Linked DNA regions of Ovis aries: region 2 is linked to region 1. The links are chromatin contacts, called in public Hi-C maps. All regions are on one chromosome and are shown on one strand. Each heading gives the region's core, a stretch centred on a gene start, on an enhancer-like site or on the middle of the called end of the contact. The rest is flanking DNA. Distances are from core to core; before and after follow the strand shown. Region 1 overlaps GSE1 (Gse1 coiled-coil protein). Region 2 overlaps GSE1 (Gse1 coiled-coil protein).

The links. Hi-C and Micro-C count contacts between places; a contact is called where the count stands out from the background.
Region 2: a Hi-C map of muscle shows a contact between it and region 1, with 4 times the contacts expected there. The contact joins two enhancer-like sites. A contact is called at or near these places in 6 of 16 Hi-C or Micro-C datasets (blood, hypothalamus, liver and 2 more).

What each region holds. Positions count from the first base shown.
Region 1 is chr14:10,881,901-10,885,922 of ARS-UI_Ramb_v3.0, forward strand. The region is part of intron 1 of GSE1 (Gse1 coiled-coil protein); the gene reads left to right. Among named protein-coding and RNA genes, the nearest start is that of GSE1, 84 kb to the left of the region's middle. Within about 2 kb of position 2,656, at least 3 of the 54 cell types and tissues checked have an H3K27ac peak or open chromatin away from gene starts, as enhancers often do. A contact at or near this core is called in muscle, where this site is marked.
Region 2 is chr14:11,142,750-11,146,656 of ARS-UI_Ramb_v3.0, forward strand. The region is part of intron 2 of GSE1 (Gse1 coiled-coil protein); the gene reads left to right. Among named protein-coding and RNA genes, the nearest start is that of GINS2, 86 kb to the right of the region's middle. Within about 2 kb of position 1,577, at least 15 of the 54 cell types and tissues checked have an H3K27ac peak or open chromatin away from gene starts, as enhancers often do. A contact at or near this core is called in muscle, where this site is marked.

The DNA of each region.
Region 1 (4,022 bases), core at 1,406-3,905:
GACAGGTGTTAGGAGCCACACCCTTCCTGGTGCCTGCGGAAACTGGTGAATCAACAGCCGGGAGCCCTCCCATCGTCAGGGGGACCCCTGAGCTCCGGGCAGGATCGGTGGGGTTGAGGGCTGGGTGACCTGCCCAGCAGAGTGCTTCCCTTCCCTTCTCCCTCCCCTCCTGCCCACGCAACGTCACGCGGAGGCATGTGCCTGGGTCTTCTTCAGCTCTCCTGGGGCTGTGTGAGGTTCAGAGCATCTCAGGGACACAAGGCCTGGCGGCGGTGGCGACCTGGGGTTATTGGTGTCAGCAGTCTCTGAGGGGTGCGTTGGAGAGGCACCCCAAAGCCTGAGAAGCCCCTCCAGGTCAGGGAGGGCAGCCATGCCGAGCCTTTAAGATTTACAGACTGGCTCGCCTGTTATGAACAGCGTCAAGATGTTGCCCCGTCCCAAGAGGCAGTCGGGACCGCTGGGACCCTTGAACCAGGCCAGAGGGGCTGAGGTGTCTCTGGGGTCACAGGCCTGCAGGAGCCTTCTGGCCCTACGCTCCCCTTCCCTACCATCCTGGGTGCTGAGCGAGGACAGCAGCTCAGCCTGGGGAGGGGAGGGAAGGGGGCAGCCTCTGGGTCGCATTCTGGCTGAGATGTGCCTGGTTCTGGGGGAGCCGCTGGAGGCCCCAGGGCTGGGGTCGGGGCGCCTGGCGGAACCTGCAGGGGCCTTGGGGCCAGGCCGGGGTCTGCAGGGCACTTTCTCTTATGGATGCTCCTTCCAAGCACCCTCCTGCCTCAGCGCTTCCCTCTGTGGAGGGCACCCTGCACCCACCACAGGTGGGGGACCACCCCGGGGGGTCACAGGCGTGTCGGCCCTGCGGGTGCCGGGTGCCCTGGGGTCCCCAGGCACATCCTGTGCTCCTGTCGTCACCACCGTCTGCTCCGGGAGCTGCGGGGCAGGCGGGCCCCCGCCCTTCTCTCCCACACGGGTCTGGGTTCTGACGTGGCGGCTCCTCCCGCACCCTCAGCCGCACGTCCATCCGGGAGCAGCGCTGTGTCCCCACCAGCTTCCCGCTCGAGAATGATCCATCTTTCCATGCTCCAAGGCAGCATGTCTGGCCTTCACCATCCTTGGAGTTAATCCTTTGACAACTTTTGCTGTTTCTCCCCGGGTTTGAGGTCTGTTCATGTTTCTGCTGCTGCCTCTCGGATGAATTTTGGCAGTTTCTATTCTCCTGGAAAACTGTTCGGGTTTGGTGCGATTTTCCCACGTGCACCGTTCAGCATTCCTTCACCCCTCAGAGCAGCTGCCCGATGGGTCGGCACTCCCGGCCCCTCTGAGAGGCCACCCGCTGGCCTCACACTGCAGCCGGCAAGCTGGGCACCGAGGAGGTAAGGCCCTGTGGCCACACTCGGGGGCCTGATGTAGGGACAGGCAGAGCGGAAGAGAAGCCTGCAGGGCTGCCTGTGCCAAGCGCCCCGCGTCTTCTCAGGCAGGAACGGAAGCCAGGGCTGGCTGGGAGATGACACGATGACAGCCTGGAGGCAGGTGGTGCCAGCCCTGGGGCCTCATAGGCCTGCTCCCCGAAGCCAGGGGACCCCAGGAGCAGCCTCTTCAGGCCCCATCATCCTCATCTCCCTCGTGGGGTGAACGTCCCCCACTGCCCCGGGGGGTGAGGGTTGGAAGGGGAGACGGGGCCATGAAAGCTCAGCGAAACGTCTACTTGAGGAGGGTGGACTTCTCTGCTTTTAGTTCCACCTCCCTGCGCCCAACCTTGAAATGCCTTAAAGGAGCTTATACAGGTGTATTCCCTGTAGCGTGATTCACAACAGCTGAAAGGTAGAGATGGTCAAAAAGTCTATCAACAGATGGTTTAAAAAAAACAAACAGGGTCCATCCACACAGTGGAGTATTCCTCAGCCATAAAGAGGAATGAAGCCCAGACAAAGGCTGTGATGTGGTGAGCCTTGGCGACAGCCTGCAGAGTGAGGGAGGCCAGAAGGCTGCGTGTGGATGACTCCACGGGTGTGAAGTGTGCGGAGCTAGCTTGCCCCTGGAGGCGGGGAGAAAGCGGAGGAGCTGGTGCCAGGGGAGTGACTGCCAGTGGGCACAGCGTCTCTGTGTGGGGCGATGAGAATGTCCTGGCTTCAGGCAGAGGCCATGGCTGCACACTGGAGTGATGGTGTGAAATGCCACTGAGTTGTCTGTTCTAAAAGTGGCTAACATGTTCAAGGGTATCGTGTGTGTGTTTCGCCACCATGACAGAAGGAGGGGAGGGGTCGGGGTGTTTTGGGGGACACCCGTCAGTGATGGCTCGGAATGGGTCTCAGCGGCTGTGTGCTCTGCTCTCTGGGGCATTTCGGAATGCTCTGCGAGCAGGGGGATGGGCGGCTTGGTCTCTGCAGTGGTGATGGGGCCCGAGTACCCTTTCCCTTCTTCCTAGCAGGAGGGGCAGAACCCAGAGTCAGGGTCTGAGCTGATGGAGTCCCTGGCTCCTGCCCCCTGGAGCGGGTCACCCGCCAGCTCCTCAGTGCAGGAAGCCAAGCCCTGTGGGCTCCCTGGGGGACCAGCCCTGCTTCTGTAGTTCGTGGGGAAGACGAGGCATATTCTGTGGTTTATCTGTCAGCAGGCTTGAGGATCAAAGTGTCCCTAATTATAGTTCTCCGGCAGCCCGTGTCCAGGGCTGGAAGGTTGTCAGGACTGAGAGTCCACGTGGGGCTCTACTGGGGCTGCCTGCAGAGCACGGCATGGCATGGTGGCGGGGGGACCTGAGGTGCCCTCTTGACCCCCACGGGCACAGGAGGGTTCCAGAGCCAGAGACCCAGGAGTTGGGAGGAGGTTGGGCAGTTCTTGCTAGAACAGCCAGAGCCCCAGCCCTCAGCATGGGACATGAAAGCCCTGCGGGCTCAGGGGGACAGAGAGGAAACTGGGGCCCAGGGGCCTGGGGAGGGGCCTGGGCCCTCAGACCAGCAGGAGCGTCTTGATGGAGGGGCCTGCATCTCACACACTTGGGCCTTGGTGTGGGTCTCAGCTGCCCCTCTAGCCTCATAAAGAGCTACTGAATTTGAACCACGCCAACAAAAGGAGAGAAGGTTCTGGAGCCAGCACCCAGGATTCCACCCCCAGGTCTGTGGGCGTCAAGGCCCAATGCTGAGGGTCTGTCCTGGGGTGGAGAGCAGTTGGGGTGCAGAGACTGTAGGGGCCCAGCGTGGCTATGTTAAGGTCATGACCCTACCAGCCTGGGCCCAGGGGAGCCCAGCAGAGGCACACCAGGGTGCCAAGCCCCATGCCCCCAGCAGATGGCGCCCTTGGCCCAGGAAGGGAAGAGGCAGATGGCTGAGCTGCAGGCCTGCATGCTGCCCTCTGACCTGGTGTGTTTCTGCTCATGTGGGTACCAGGCCACACACAGGCCCAGTCTCAGCTCTCGCAGGGCTGTGGGCAAAGCCAGCACCCAGGGTCCCCATACAAACAGTGGGTGTGTTCCTGCCTCAGAGGGTGGGGAGCCTGGAGATTATTTAGCCACGTGCTAGCCCGGCAGCCAGAGCCTCGGAGGAGGAGGGCTCAAGCCTTAGGTTGGGTCATCCTGCTTTGCAGATGAGGAAACTGAGGACCAGAGAGGGTGCGGTGCGTTATTTGCCCAAGGTCACACAGCTGGCAGGACTCGACCAGCCAGTTGTGTGCACCTTACAGGGAAGCTGGAAAGACCCTTCTGCTGTAGCCAAGTGCTTGCTTTATGCACTGTGGGAGCACTTTACACAGATCGCCTCACTTAATCCAGAGGAGGAAGCTGAGGCGGGGGACCTACGGAAGTGGGCCAGGGGCCTCAGAGCTGGCCTTCGGTGGCCCAGGAAGTCCAGCTCAGACCTCGGCCAGGTCAGAACCATCCAGTTACCCACAGTTCTCTCAGCACCTCCTGTGTGCCCCTGCAGTCTGCTTGAGAAGATAGATGTGATTGAAACCAGCTGCCCGTCACTGAGCAGTTTTGGCCCCAGCAGGACTGGGGAGGGGGCTTCCCAGTGCCTTGGGGCAGCGCTAAAGACGCT
Region 2 (3,907 bases), core at 327-2,826, 260 kb after region 1:
CCCCATGGGACTGACCCTGGCCTTGGGTAAAAGTTGCCCTTTTACCCCAACCTTCTTTTTCTGTTCGGTTCCCAAGCATCTGGGGGAGGAAGGAGAGGAGGGCTGAGCCCAGGGAGGGCTCCAGACCGGCTACGGGGTGGGAACCGACCCCGCCGGGAGGGGAAGAAACGCCCCTGAAGAAATGGAGGGCTGCCAGCCCCAGCCGGAGTGGCGGGAAGTGGAGGAGTCAAGCCACCAACCTCGTTAGCGCGGAGCGCACGGCTGCGGGAGAGCAATTCTCACCCTTCAACCCGGAGGCCATGCTCCGGATTACAGATTACCCGAGGCCGGGCGCACCGACGAGTGTCACCCATCGCCACCATGCCAGCCCGCCTGGTGGCCGCCAGCATTTTTCTGGCCGGGGGCGGGCAAGCCAGCTCGCCGCTGCCCCCGTGCGGCCGCGGGGGGTCCCTGCAGCTCCCCGAGGCCTCGACGGGCTGTACGGGGAAAGGGAGACTGGCTGCAGGTGTGAGCGGCTCCCAGCACAGCTCCCATTGCACCAGTGTGTGCACGTGACCTTGAGCAACTGCGGCCTCGACTTCCTCATCTGGGAACCGGGATCAGTCTCCCCGTCCCGCCGTGCAGCGGAACCAGATGTCTGGGAGGAGGCGGGGGAATCTACAAACTCTGAATAAAGTAGCCAAACGATGAACCCACGTGGCCACCCCACAAAATTCTGTGTTTTGCCACGGTGGTCCTCAGACGTGTGGAAGAACTTGACTTCCCCCTCGCTACCACCACCATCAGGGTCTCCCCAGGATGAAGGGAAACAACTGGACCACGGTATCCTGGTGAAAGAGTTGGAGGGTGGGCCCGAGCGTCCAGACCCGGGGACGGGGCTGGGAGGAGAGTTCGGTCCAGGTGCGCGTTGTTTTCATGCGTTATTCCCCTCCCCCCACCCCAGCCTGTAGTCCAGGTGGGAAAGTGTGGGACCCGCCCCCAGAGGTTATTTAATTTGGTTTTTCAGGCCCTAGGCCCTAGGCCCTCCTGACTCCTCCCATCCCCCTCCTCCTCCTCCCCGAGACTCCCGGCGGCGATGGAAGCACCGCGTCCTCCGCGCCCTGGCCGCGGTGAGTCTGCTGTCCCCTGCTGAGTGTGAGTTCCCGGAGGCCGCGCCGCGGAGACACCGTGTGGTGCGTAAACGAAAGCGTCCGGCGGAGGCCTAGGGCCACACGGGGGAGGCGCGGCCCGAAGCCAGGCGGTGGAGGGTGAAGGGGAAGCGCCCCTCCCACGAGGTGCCAGGGCCGGCCGGCGGGCCCCCACAGGTAGGAGCCAGTAACGGCCCCCGGCTCGGCCTCGCAGGTCCGTTTCCCTTTTCGTTTGTGGTCGGCCAGGAGCCTTGTGCAAGGCGAGGGGCCGACCCGCGTGCGCTCTGCGGAAGGCGGAGCAGGGGAGTGGGTGGCTCGGGGGCGACTGTCCGCGCCCTGCCCTTCGCCCCTCGGGCGGGCGGGCACCCAGGCGAGTCCTGCTCCCCGCTGGCGCGGGCTCCGACTGCTCCAGGCCCGCCAGCGTCATCGGGAACAGATGGATGGGGGGTGGCAGGCGCCCAGCGCTCCCTCCCGCCGCAATCCGGACTGGCGCGGGGAGGGAAGGGAGGGCGGGAGAGGGAGGAAGGGAGGCGGGGGAGGCTGGGCCGCGGGGACGGCTGCGTGCGCGCCTGCCAAGCGCGGCGCGGGCATGTCCCGGGGCAGGTTTGGGGCTGGCAGAAGCGCGGGCTGGCACCGGCGGCCGAAAGTTGAAACCCGCAGCGCGGCGCTACGGCGGGGTGCTGAGGGGTGGGTACTGGTTTGCCTCCGGGGCTGCAAAGTAGGGAGGCTGTAGATGGAGAGGATTTTCAAAAAGAGGATGTACAGGCAGAGACCCCGGTGCATCCGAGCAACCCTGGGAGCTTGGGACGCGCGGGGTCAGAGCGCGGGGCGCGCCAGGGCCAAGGGGCGTCGGGCGAGGCGGGCCGCCATTGACCCGGCGCTTCCCGGAGACGCGGGGCTGGGGAGGGCTGGTGGGGGGCGCCAGGCTGGTCCTCTGCGCCCGCCGCCGGTGGGGGTGGGGAGGCCGGGGCCCTCCGCTCTGGCCGTGCCGCCTGTGGGTGCCCAGGAATTTCAGGACGCTCCCTGAGTCATTCCAGTCTGTCAAGTGCCTGGGTGAGGTGGTGGTGGCGGTGGTGGTGGGGTGCCAGGAATGGGGAGGCGCTGTTCTGGGGCCGGAGGCCCAGTGGGTCGTGCCAGTTTCTGGAGGCGGGCGGCCTCGCCTCTGACCGCAACCCCAGCTACTTAATGACCCCCCTGGCGGAGCGGCGCCTCCGTGGACTCTCCAGCCGCTGCGACGTGAGTTCTTTAAAAGAACTACTCCGCTGCCCCCCGCACTGTGGCCTTCCCCAAAGTTACTTAGAACGAGAAGGCGGAGCTCCTGGAATTTGGGGGGAAGGTGCGTAGGCCCGAGTCCTTAACATTCAGCTCTTTCAAATTGGGAGTTAAGAGGGGCTAGGGAGGAGAGAGGCACACAGCCTACTTTGCATGCCCCCTCCCGCTCCACTCCTCCCCCCCAGCAGACACCGGCTCTGGAAAAGTTTTACTCCAGGAGGCCTCCAGCACACGTGAGTTTGTCCGCTCACTCCTCGGGGGGTCTGCTGGTTTGTGGCACACGCTGCTCTCGGCACCCGGAAAGCGGTAGGGAGAGGCGCAGGGGCGCTGCTTGCCTGGTGGGCGTGTTGAAAGTGACCGCTCCCTGCTTTTGGAATCCAGTGGCTGGTCTCAGACCCCAGTGTACGTGGGACCCCTGAGCAGTGAAGCCCGGGGTCCCCGGGAGCCTGAGGGTGGCACTTCCCCTACCTGCTGGTGTCCTCGGCTCACCTGGCCGGCCTGTCTGGGGAGGGGCGTGTGCCCGCGCGGGTGTACCCGGGCGCCGGTCGGTGCGCGCGCGCGCGAGCGCGTGTGTTTGCGGCTGAAACCCGACACCTCCCGCTGGCTGAGGTCAGGGAGCCGGGAGCGAGCCAGTGGCCCGAGAGTGGGCGGCGTTGCGTTTGGGTGTGTCCTCGGCGGCGGCGACAGCAGCAGGTGTTTCTTGGCCGGGGCCCCGGAAGCTCCACCTCCCCAGCGGGCCAGAGCCGCCGCCGCCGCCGCCGCCGCCGCCGCCGCCGAGCAGCCCCGGGTGAGATAAGCAGTTTAGACAAACACTGGGCGACGGTGGCTCCAGCATGTGTCAGCCGAGGCGGAGCGGCGGGGCCCTGGCATGAAAGGTGAGCGCTTCTAGCCGGGCGGGGGGCGGTCTCCGCTCGCGCCCCCCTCTCCTCCAAGTTCGTGGGTTTCGCGGGGGCGGCCGCCAACGGCTCCGGGGCAACTTCCCCCGGAGTGTGTACGGCGATAAGAGCCGGGCGGGCGGAGTAGGGACCCAAGGCCCCGCGCCCCGCGGCGGGTCGCAGCCTGGCCGTCCGGCCTCCAGGCGGGGGCTCGGGCCGCCCCGGGGCTCGGGCTCGGTGGCTGTGTTAGGCGAGGGGTGCTTTACGAGCGTGCGGCGGGTGGGGAGCAAGGGAGCTGGGGGGCTCTCGGTGAGCTGTCTACGCTCCGGAGCCGGAGTGAAAACTTTGCGGCGGCGGGGGAGGGAGCGAGGGGGGCGGCGCTGCGCCCCCGCGGCAGGTGCTGGCGGCGGCTGCGGTGGGCGGGGGGATCGCCCGCTGGGGCCGCGAGGTTGGGTTTTTTGTCTCGCTCCCCTCCCCCTTCCCTCCGAGCTAGGGAGACCGCCGGGAGGGCGGGACTGCAGCCTTCAGGTCTCCGACCCCCACGCCTTGCTTCCCAAGGGCGCGCCCCGGGCTCCACGGCTTCTCCCCCGCCTCTCTGCTCCCCCCCGCCCCGTAGGAGCGGGTCCCCTGCCC